Regions from separate parts of the Mus musculus genome. Here all the other regions are linked to region 4. Evidence: chromatin contacts called from public promoter capture Hi-C and targeted proximity ligation data. All regions are on one chromosome and are shown on one strand. The core of a region is the stretch at or near the end of the contact, and the rest is flanking DNA. Distances in the headings are between cores, read along the strand shown.

What was found. Promoter capture Hi-C pulls out the DNA fragments that hold promoters and counts their contacts.
Region 1: a contact with region 4 is called in a promoter capture Hi-C map of liver, with 2.4 times the contacts expected there. A contact is called at or near these places in 6 of 39 promoter capture datasets (fetal liver, hippocampal neurons, liver and 2 more).
Region 2: a promoter capture Hi-C map of pre-B cells shows a contact between it and region 4, with 2.3 times the contacts expected there. A contact is called at or near these places in 2 of 39 promoter capture datasets (cranial neural crest and pre-B cells), 1 of 130 datasets of targeted methods (pancreatic cancer cells) and 1 of 9 other capture datasets (adipose tissue).
Region 3: a targeted proximity ligation map of thymic regulatory T cells shows a contact between it and region 4, with 10 times the contacts expected there. A contact is called at or near these places in 1 of 39 promoter capture datasets (cranial neural crest), 1 of 484 Hi-C or Micro-C datasets (CD4 T cells) and 3 of 130 datasets of targeted methods (microglia, pancreatic cancer cells and thymic regulatory T cells).

The regions. Positions count from the first base shown.
Region 1 is chr19:5,662,366-5,665,106 of GRCm38.p6, reverse strand. Sipa1 (signal-induced proliferation associated gene 1) reads left to right here and starts at 1,400. Exons shown (of 17, transcript NM_001164480.1): 1 at 1,400-1,503. Pcnx3 (pecanex homolog 3) reads left to right here. Exons shown (of 35, transcript NM_144868.3): 35 at 1-472. The coding sequence ends at 54.
Region 2 is chr19:6,139,802-6,142,501 of GRCm38.p6, reverse strand. It overlaps Arl2 (ADP-ribosylation factor-like 2), which reads left to right and starts at 1,365. Exons shown (of 5, transcript NM_019722.3): 1 at 1,365-1,465. The coding sequence starts at 1,401. It overlaps LOC115489019 (a long non-coding RNA gene), which reads right to left. Exons shown (of 3, transcript XR_003952891.1): 3 at 588-2,700.
Region 3 is chr19:6,234,421-6,237,120 of GRCm38.p6, reverse strand. It overlaps Ppp2r5b (protein phosphatase 2, regulatory subunit B', beta), which reads left to right and starts at 1,281. Exons shown (of 14, transcript NM_198168.3): 1 at 1,281-1,609; 2 at 2,022-2,488. The coding sequence starts at 2,290.
Region 4 is chr19:4,624,198-4,626,940 of GRCm38.p6, reverse strand. Rce1 (Ras converting CAAX endopeptidase 1) reads left to right here and starts at 1,296. Exons shown (of 8, transcript NM_023131.2): 1 at 1,296-1,508; 2 at 1,646-1,748; 3 at 1,845-1,928; 4 at 2,178-2,256. The coding sequence starts at 1,324. Gm960 (predicted gene 960) reads left to right here. Exons shown (of 15, transcript NM_001033447.3): 15 at 751-1,100. The coding sequence ends at 1,100.

The DNA of each region.
Region 1 (2,741 bases), core at 151-2,650, 1.0 Mb before region 4:
GCTGAGGAACGCGAGAGCCCGGCTGCCCAGCCCTTGCTGGAGCATCAGTACTGAGGAGTCAGCCTGGCCTCTGCTGGATCGCATCCCGGGACTCAGTAACTCGGACTCTGCTGGACTACAGAACTGATTGGCTTTGGCTCTGGTGTCTGCACCCTGATATCTGGCTACTTCAGTGTCACAACTCAGTGACCTAGACTTCTCTCCCTGATCCGTGGCCTGGATCCCAAACTGAGGCAGCAGCCTCCTAGCCAGGCCCTAAGAGCCAAACCCATGGGCTGGTCCCTCATTGGAGCCCATGGCCAGGACTGACTTTGCCTCTGGGGCCTGCACTGCCCCCAAGGCTGGCCTCCTTAGCCTGGACCTGGGGCCCGATATGTGGCAAGGGTGGGTTCATTCGTTCTTTTGTCATTTTTCTTTCTTTTTTTTTCTGTGCTTCAGAGACACCAAATTAATAACACTATTTTTGATTTTGGTTGGCAGTTTTATTTTCTGTGGGACGAGGTGAGGTTGGTAGAGGTGCCGGAGGCAGGGAGGCTGAAGTCAGAAGAGTGTGAGGGATAAGGGGTCAGACTGCTGGGCTCCAGGCAGACATGAGGTGGGATGGGCTGCCTTCCTCACCTGCCTCTGCCTTTCTTTTTTTTTTTTTTTTTTTAATGGTTTAAGAGCTTTATTATAGAAATGCAGGGGGGAAGAGAAAAGGTAGAGAGAGAGAGTGTGTGGGGACGGGGAAGGCTAGAGAAGAAGAAAGAGAAAGGAGAGAAAAGACAAAGGGAAGAGGAGAAAGAAGTGAGAGGATAAAGGAGAGAGCTGAGCCTCTGCTTTTCAAGCAGTCCTCTATGCCCAGGTGGCTCACACATCCATCAGCCTTGATCTTGATCAAAGACTGCTCAACCTCATTTGTTCCAAGCTTAAAGAAAATAACAGGTGAATAGAAAGGATTCTATTTCGTTTTTGAGACAGGGGCTTACTATGTACTCCCTATGTACATCAGGCTGGCCTTGACCTCAGATCCACCTGCCTCTGCCTTCAGAGTGCTGGATTTAATGGTGTTCGCCATTGCATAAATGGTAGCCTGTGTAGATCAGTTATCTAGCTTGGCCCAGCCCTTAAAGAGTGAAATAGTTTCTGGCCCTAATACCTGCTGTCTGCTGAGCCACAGCAGGACACTAAGTGGCCTCTAGCGCTCCAATTGGTCTGGAAGGCAGGTACATTTGTTCCCATTTCTCGGTGAAGTCACTGACTGGGCTAGGACCGGGAGTTAAAAGAGCAGCTGAAGGCTGGGACAGAGAACTTCAGGCTGTCCGGGGCTGCCTAGGTTCCTGTCGGAGGTCCCCACCCACTGTGCTTCCCGCCTTAGACAGCTCCCGGGTAGTCCCGCCCCTCCACTACGTACCGCCTCCATCCTGGCCCCGCCCCCAGGCGGAGCGGAGGCGCCGGGAGCGGTGTGAGCAGGCAGCGGGACCTTGGTGCGGAAGGCAGCGGTGGCCAGCTTGAGCCCGAGAGGTACTGGCGGGATCAGGGATCGGGAGGCACCAGGTTCGGGCTGGATACCCAACAAAGTAGCCTGGACGTGAACCCTTGTAGTGTGGGGAGGAACGGGACTATTGGCTGCTTTCGCTACACGTACCCCACCCAACCTCCTGCCCCAGTCCAGCCCCGAGTCAGCACGTCCAGTGTTCTGTCTCCTGCTGGCAGCTCCCACTCCCTCCTCTGCATGAGCAGATTCAGAGCTCCACTGAGTGGATTCATTGGTTCTGGACTTTTCTCAGCAATGCTGGCAGCTGCTCCTGCTGCTGAGTGTGTGGGGCTCCCCCTATTCTGGGGCTCCCCTTTTCCCAGTGTGACCTCTTTCCCAGCCTTTGCAATCCTGAGTCTGGCCTGGGAGGAAACATCTGCAGCACTCCCTGGCAACAGAAATAGGGTCACGACCTCCAGATGTGCTGGGAAGCATCCAGCGCCTCCTCCTGGGGCAGCCAGGCCTTCCGGATCTGTGGGGGCGGGGCACCCCCCTTTTCCCCCCTCAGTGACACAGGCTGCAAGGAATGTCCTGGCCTCAATGGACCTTGTGTGAAGATGAGGGGTGGGGGGCAGAGCCCAAGTACACCCCTTAAGGCAGGGCCAGAACAAGAGGGAGCTCCTGGACTGGGCTGCACACATTCCCAGGGCTCCTCCCGGCACTGCGGCCTCAGTCTGTGCCCACAGCTTGGTCTATGGACCTGGGGCCTGCACAGTTCACACACGGACATAGTTGGCTTCACCTTTCAGTTTCCAAGGAGTCTTCAAAGAACTCATGAAGTGCAGCATCAGAGCTTATCCTAGAAGACAGACAGACAGACAGGAAGACCCTGAGGAGGTCTGCTCTTGTTTGGTTCTGGAGACCCAGCTGAGGGGCACCGTGGAGCTGCTCCCTGTCCCCTCCCAGCCTGGCCCCCTTGATGCCACTGGATGATGCAAAAAAAAGTACTAATGGAGGCCTGCCCCTGCCCCAGCTGTTGGCTCCATTCCTAGCTCACGCCGAGGTAGGCTCGGCCTTCTCACACCTTTTGCACCTGCCTAGTGTAGCTTCACCACATTTCCGCACTTAGTAGGTCCCTGGGGCCTTGGGTGTTTCAGCCTTACATCCTGTGAGACCTTGAGCCTCTCCCGTCTCCCCTCACAAGGCTGCCTTACTCCTACGCACACGGGCAGAGTAGGCAGGTGCAGCTCTGACAAGTCCAGAAGCAGCAGTTCTCAACCTGTGT
Region 2 (2,700 bases), core at 116-2,615, 1.5 Mb before region 4:
AAAAACAAAAAAAGAGAAACTAACTCTTTGGGCCAGTGAGAAATCTCACCAATTAAAAAAAAAAAAAAAAAAAAAAAAAAAAAAAAAAAAAAACTTGCTGAGAAAGTCTGATGCTAAATTCCCTGCCTGGAACCCACATAAAAGTGCGACAATCGGGGCTGGAGAGATGGCTCAGCGGTTAAGAGCACTGACTGCTCTTAACCTGAGTTCAAATCTCAGCAACCACACCGGTGGCTCACAACAACCTATAATGAGATCTGATGCCCTCTTCTAAGGGGTCTGAAGACAGCTACAGTGTACTTACATATAAATTAATCTTAAAAAAAAAGTGTGAGAATCAGCTCCACAAAGTTGTCCTCTGATCTCCAGTGGTATGTGCAGACACGCGCGCGCGCACACACACACACACACACACACACATACAGAGTTTACACACAACAATGATGATTGTTTTGAGACAGGGTCTCAGATGTGTAGCCCTTTCTGTCCTCAATATATATACAGACCAGGCTGCCCTCAAACTCACAGAGATCCACTTGTCTATGCCACCCAGGCATTGGAATTAAAGATATGTGCCAACACAACCAGCAAAGAAAAAAAAATTTTTTTTAAAGAACTCTTGTCAAAGTCATTTACTGAAGATAATCTGATTGTACAGCTAGTACATGCCAGCAGCCATGAGGCTAAGCACCAGGTGGGCTTCAGGTTTTTTATCGTTGTTTTTTGAGACAGGCTCTGCCCTGCCAGTTTTATCCTAACAGTTGGGATAGAGCGTCTCAACCTGATAGGGTCCTAGATAGCACTCAATCCTTTGTGCGGGTCTGGTCCCTGCATTGCGGGGAGCTTGGAACTCTAAACAACCCAAGGAGGCCATACTGTCCGCACATTTAGAAATGGCCCCTAGGGGGAGTCATCATCCTCAAGTGAACGCACAGAGCCATTTCCGACAGAGTCCCGGACCAGGACCAACGGTTTTCCGTCACTGGTAAATGAATGGAAGTCACAAGATGCACTGGTGGGAACCGTATTACAGTCCCCGGATGATTCGTCAGCTCTTTGTGGAACCAGATTCCGACTCCTAGCTCAGAATCTCTTCGCGGCTACTCCCTACCCAGACGAGATACTGCTCGAGAAAGTCAGCCTCTGTCTGGCATCCGACCGAGGCCTCGGAGTCGGAAGGCTTAGGGACTTCTCCCTTGTCCCCACCAACCCTCTGCCTTCCCGACAAGGGTTAACGCAGCAGGCTTCAAAGTCGCCGCAGCGCCTCTAGGGGGCGACGCCCTGCACTCCTGTGGTCACGTGACAACGAGGGCGGCCACAAGCGCCAGGCTGGCCAATAGGAGACGGGAGCGGGGTCCCGGGACTAGAAGAAACGGCGGCCGGGAGGGGGCTACGGGATCATGGGGCTTCTGACCATTCTGAAGAAGATGAAGCAGAAAGAGCGAGAGCTGCGGCTGCTCATGCTGTATCCTCCGAGCGCTAGAGCGGTCGCGAGGGTAGCGGGGCCCGCCGGGTGGGCGGAGCCGGGCGTGGGGGGGCGCGGCCGCCGTGGGTACCTATTGCCGGTGGTGCGTCACGCACGCGGCGCTACCACTGCTCGGCGCGGGGCCGGGGAGGGCCGTACCACTCTGCGGGGTGGGGGTTGGCGTGCAGAAGGCAGCCCGGTGGTCTCAAGGCCCGGCCTAGACTTGGGACTCCAGTATCACTGCGAGGCGCGACGCAGTGGTGGTGACTCGGACGTCACGCTGCCTCGGGCTGGCCCGAGCGTGGGCCCTGCTCCTCCCTGGCGCTGACCCCCTCCCCTTCATCTACGGGTGTAGGCCTTGGCGCTTCCCTTAGGGTCGGAATCCCAGGGTCTCGAGGACCGCCTAGGCTCCTGCGAGTAGGCGTGGACTCGGTTGGCCACAGGTCCCGCTGTCACTTAAGGCCACCAGCGACCTTTCACCGCATTAACTGGCACCTGCATCACCCGTCTTGCACTGTGCCGGGCCACCTAGGCATCTGCGATCCACAAAGTAGCAGAGGGAGAAAAGGAAATTTAATGTGCACGTAGAACTTTACCACTCGTGCGTGTTTTAGACAATTCTGAGAAAGACACTCATTAGATGACCTCCAAGCACCTATGTTAGGGAATTCGGTAAAACAGGGAAGCGAAAAAGGCTTCATTTCAGATATTCTGTGATGAAAGGGGAGAAAAAATTGATAAAGCAAGTAAGATATGTAGTGTAGGATGAGAAGAATAGAGTCCACAAGGAGGTAGAGAGAGCTGGGAAAACGTAAGCAGAGGACCTGCAAGTGCGAAGGCCCTGGAGGAGGATAAGACAGGCATGTTCAAGAAAGGTTGAGAAGGAAAGAGCTGGAGAGAGGGAGAGCCCATGGGCTGGGGCCATTTAGGCAGCTGGACTATGAAGGGAGCACAGGATGGTGGCTTAGACCATGGTGGTAGTAGGAGAGTATTATGACTTGCTGCTGAATGGGAGAAGACAATGAGGGAGATGTAGCCAAGCATGAACTGGTCTCTGGCCAGAGTGTTCAGAAGGACAAGGAGCCACTTGCTGAGATGAGAGACGCATGTCCCTGGGAAGACACCAACCCTGACTGTTGGGCAGGTAGGTAGCAGCCATCAGCCTAGAAACGATCATGGGATGGCCCAGCTGGGGAGTGCTGAGACCCAGGTGTAGACGCTTGTGTGAAGTCAGA
Region 3 (2,700 bases), core at 32-2,531, 1.6 Mb before region 4:
GCTTTCCCGGCTTATTATTAGGGAGTAAGGGGGAGGGAAGCCATGTCTGAGCCCTGGAGGTGGGCCAAGTGGTAGTTTAGGGGTTCCTGTTCTGTCTGGCAGGTGAAGAACAGAGCAAAACGGGAAGTGAAGATCTGCTATCTCTGAGCAAAGGGAGTACTGTCTCTGGGTAGCCATCGCTTGATCTGGGTACCCATCCATTGAGGTGCTAGACTCTAGAACAGTGTCCTCGATACAGGCTTTGGCTGTTTGTTGCTCTAAGGTGGGCACTTCTTAGGTAAACAGACTTCTTTTGCAGCACTAAGTGATCACCAGGGTCCATAAATGGGTGGGGCCAAAAAGCACCCCAATTCCCCCAACCTCATTGCTCTCTCTCTCCTGCTGCTCAGCAAGGACCAGTTTGTCACCTAGGTAAAACTTCAGGATAAAGGTCTCACAGTCATTGTAGGGAATAGAGTGTTGGCGACCAGGTACTATGAAGGGAGCCCGGGACTGCAGGCTGGGAACTTTTGGCCAGAATGCCAAACTCTTGGAATACAGCTGAGCCTTTGATACCCAGCAATGGGGTTTTGATCAAGAACTCCCCACTCTCCAAGGCACATCTTGGCACCAGAGGAGCTGGGAGGTACTGTGCCTTAGGATGGGGGCAGCTCCAGGGTAGCACCTTCTGCCCTCCTTGCTTTGGCATCCCAGGGCTGTCCCTTTAAACTACAGACCATGATGTCACCATGGACAGTAAGTGACAGGAGGGGCACTGCAGGCCGGGAGAATGGACTTCATTTCCCAAGAGCCTCTAGTGAACCACACCCCTCCCAGCAGGCGCTAACGCAAACCCGACTGTTAACCCCTCCAACGCCGGATGCAAGGGGTTTTGTAAGTGTCCGGCTTCAATCTGGGCTGAGTATGAGGAGAGAGGATGGCCTGAGGGACAGATGGCTCAGACCAAATTGTGGGCCTGGCACATCATGCTAGGTAGGACTCTGTCTTGCATTAGCAGGTTCCAACACCGAGTCCTTTTCTTTCCCTACACAGTGTCCCTTCCAGAATTCGGGAGTCCAGTTCTGAGCTGGACTCTGCCCCAGTCTGCTTGCAGGTTTTAAAATCCTCAGCTTTTCTCGGAAGTACTGAGTTCCTCCCCTAGCTCCGAGGTTACCCGTAAAGTTCGGTTGCTTCCTTTAAGCAGGGTGGGGACTACATTTCCCAGAGGCCCCGAGTCCTCCCTGACGCAGCCCCCCCTAGCGGAGGGAGGTGCGGGCCGGGAGGGGGGGAGGTGACTTGATGTCATCCTGAGCAGCTGGGCGGCGGGTGCCGGTGCGCAGCGAGCCGGGGCTCCCGCTGCGCTGCACCGCGCTGATCTGAGTCCCGGGATATCTGCCGAGGGTCGCGTGCTGCCGGGGCCCAGCCCAGAGCCCACCGAGTGCCCGACCCCTTTTGGGGCTGAGCTGGGGGCATGCTCCAGCACCCCCAGAGCCTGGGAGCGAACCCAGGAGCGCCGCCGCCCAGCCCCAGCGCCCCGAGCGGCAGAACCACCGCTAAGGACCCTTGAACCGTCGTCTCTTCCACCGAGGCAACCTCTAGGGTCGGCGACCAAAGTCTGGGTTTCTGAGAAGTGAGTGTGTACCCCAATACCACATTGAGGTTTGGAGACCAGGAAGGAGCGGGATATGAGGAGAGATGCTAGGGTCTGAAAGGGGGTGCACGAGAACAGGACCCTCATTTTTTGGGTGAGTGCACTGAGACAGGAGACATTAGTGGAGCTGGAGTCACACTGCTGTAAGGATCTGGGGATGCTAATAGAGTCCCCATCCTGAGTAGTAGCCATAGGCCGTATTTGGGGAGGGGCTACTTTAGAGCTTGGGCCTGGAAGAAGGGAGGGGCATGGTTGCGCCCTTGTTTTGGGGTCTAGCGAGGGAAGGAGGGAAAAGAAGTAAGGGAGCAACTGCACCACGCGGGCTGTCTTTGGAAAGAACCGACCTGCTCTCTGTGTCTCTCCTGCTGACCTTTCTAACCTGACTTCTCAGAAGAGCCAGCGTGGGAACCCTGACTGGAACTCTTCTGGATCCCCAGGAAAGACCTGAGCCATTGCCTTTCTACCTTACCTGCCCCCCCAGGACTGGGCAGTTGCCAGAGGCCCTGGGGGGGTCAGGACTGTGGCCGTGCCTCCCCCACCCCCTGAAACATGCTGGACAGGATGGGTCCCAGTTAGTGTGTGTGGCCTCATTCAACTTACTCCAGACCCACAAGGAGCCCCCTGGGCTCTGAAAGATTGACCCGTGTTGTCCACTGGCCATGGAGACGAAGCTGCCCCCTGCGAGCACCCCCACAAGCCCCTCCTCCCCAGGGCTGTCTCCAGTGCCACCACCAGACAAGGTGGATGGCTTCTCCCGCAGGTCCCTCCGCAGGGCCCGGCCCCGTCGCTCACACAGCTCTTCTCAGTTCCGCTATCAGAGCAACCAGCAAGAGCTCACTCCACTGCCCCTGCTCAAAGGTGAGCTGTTGTTGGTTGCCAGGGTACCCAGAAGGAAGCAAGGTAGGGGAGGACCAAGGGAGAAGCAGAGGTCTGGTAGAGTTTGGATCTCTTTTAGGCTAGGAACTCCACTGGAACTGACCCCCAATCTCCAGGCCTCTGCTGACGCATGGCCTGACTGGCCTGTCATCTCTGGAGGTGGGGCATCTGGAAGTGGTGCCAGGGGCAGGCAA
Region 4 (2,743 bases), core at 47-2,546:
TTAGCCTTTCCAGAGAAACGTGCATTCATTGACTCAGGAGGAATCAGCCAAGGCAAGACTCTGTAAATCTGCACCTGCGAGGCTGGGGATGTAGCTCAGTGTCAGAGTTGGTTTGCTTGTCAATACCGAGTTTGATCCTCCTCTGTGTTTGTTCTTCCAAAACTGGATCTACTACGGATTAGTGATGGTGGTTCCCAACCTTCCTGACGCTGCCACCTTTTAATACAGTGCCTCGTGCTGTGGTGATCCCCAACCATACAGTTATCTTCAGTGTTACTAATTAACTGTCATTTTGCCACTGTTATGCACCACAGTGTAAGTATCTGATGTGCGACCCGCAGGTTGAGAACCGCTGAGCTAAAGCATGTTCACGAGTGTCTAATTCCAGCACTTGGGTGTTAGAAGCAAGATGATCACTTTAAGGCTAGCCTGGGTTTCAAGAGAGTCTGTCTGAACATCAACAACAAAAAGCTGCCTCTGTAGTAACTGCCTAGAACAATACCAGAGAGAGATTGAGTTGCTTATTGCCCGAAGCAAAGCTTAGGTTCAGAGAGGAACTTGAAATGCATATCACCTAGTTTGGGCGGAAAGTTAGATGTCGCCTATCATGGGAGGTCAGGTACTGAAATGTTTTCATCCGGAAAGGTGGAGCGGGAGAGTTAATTTAGAACGATACCCCTGCCCCAACAATCTCTGTAGCATTGGCACAAATCTTCGGGAGTAAGATGAAATGGGCTTGTTCTCTCCTAGAATCCATCGGGCAAGCAGAAAACAAGAGGCCCAAGAGGGGCAGCCCCAACCATGGCAGGGAAGAATCGCGAGTTCTGGGCTCAGCAAGAGACCGGAGCCCGCCAAAATCCGCCACGCGCGACCGCGAGCTCACCGAGGTCTCCCTCACTGCTAGAGGATCGCAGACCCAAGCGGCCCACGGCAGGGCCCAGGCGGCAGAGGCAGCTAGCCCTGCGGGCGGCCTGGAGGTACCGCAGCGAGAGCAGGGCGGGTGCGGGCCTGAGCTACCACCGCCGGGTCCTCACCACCGCCTCCTCTGCTCCCGCAGGACTTGTGGCTACAGGAGGTATCCAATCTGTCCGAGTGGCTGAATCCGGGACACAGGTCCTAAGCATTCTCTCTGAGACGCCCAGCAAGCCAAGGAAGCCCGGGACACGTGTGTCACAACTTCTGTATTTCAATAAAGCCGTTCCAAGCACAAAGTATCAACTATCGTGCAAGGGGAGGGGCGCCCGGGGGACCCGACAACTCGCGCCGCCGCCTGACGTCACCTACGCCGTCGCGTCACTGCCGCGCGCCACGGGTCCGGGCGTGATGGCGGCGCTGGGCGGGGACGGGCTGCGTTTACTGTCGGTATCGCGGCCAGAGCGGCAGCCCGAGTCAGCCGCGCTGAGCGGCCCGGGCTCGGGGCTGTGCTGCTGGGTGTCTGTGTTCTCCTGCTTCAGCCTCGCCTGCTCCTACGTGGGCAGCCTCTACGTGTGGAAGAGCGAGCTGCCCAGGTGCGGGGGATGCGCGCGCGGCCGGGATCTGCGCCCTCGTGGGGCGGGGCTGCGGGCGGAGCTTGGGCCGGACGGGGGTGGGGCCGCGTTGGCGTGGTTGCTGCAGGCCCCCCGGAACTTACTGTCCCTTTTCCTAGGGACCACCCCGCTGTTATCAAGCGGCGTTCCACCAGTGTCCTGGTAGTGTCCAGCTTGTCCCCTCTTTGCGTGCTGCTCTGGAGGGAACTCACTGGCATCCAGGTGCGAAGGAGGTGGGTGGGGCACAGGGCAGCTAGGGGAAGAATCTAGAATTTTGTGGGAGGGAACATCACTAACGCCCCCTTTCCTGTGGCTCAGCCAGGCACATCACTGCTTACCTTGATGGGCTTCAGGCTGGAGGGCATTTTCCCAGCAGCGCTGCTGCCCCTGCTGCTAACTATGGTGAGTCCTGCTTTATTTTTCCAACTCTGTTGTCACTAGTGTAATGACGTGCCCTGCTTGGGTACAGCTTTTGGCAGATGGAAGACAGGAATTATGATGTGGCCCCCTAAGCTTCTGGTGTACATGGCTGGGAAACCCTAGAACTCAGGAAACCTGAGGTCTGGTGAGGCTGACCAAGGGCATAGGTGTGGGCAAGGTCATTGGATTGTGGTAAAAGGCTTTCATTTTATGTTTGCCCCCCCCCCCCAGATCCTTTTCCTGGGTCCACTGATGCAGCTCTCTATGGATTGCCCTTGTGACCTGACAGATGGGCTGAAGGTTGTCCTGGGTGAGTCTTCAAGACTGAGGAAAAGGTAGGCACAGGCAGTCCAGAACACTGGGGAAAGGAGTCAGTGAGATGGTGTGATCTGGACTGAAGAGGTGAGATGTCACCTCTCAGCGTGTGTTTCCACATCAGTAAAATGGATTACATTGCTGAGTACCCTGTAAGTGTGATACTCAAGGAGGCCTGTCTGGACCACAAACAGCACTTGATATGGGCCAGACAGCATCTTCCCCTGCTCTCTCATCATTTGGCTTCCCCAAAGATTGGCCTTGGTAAAATTTGGGTGCCTCTGGAATTTTCTGTGACTCCCTCATCTACTGCTGCCTTCCCTTCCTGCTGCCAGCCATCTCAAGCCGTTGTAATTTGGTCTGATAAGGCTTGTTCCCTTCCCCATTCTGATTCCCAGGATCTCCTAAACTGAGTTTGGCTCGAGTAAATCTGTGGGAGAGGGCCCAGATGTCTCTAGTAACCAGGCACTCACTGCTTATCC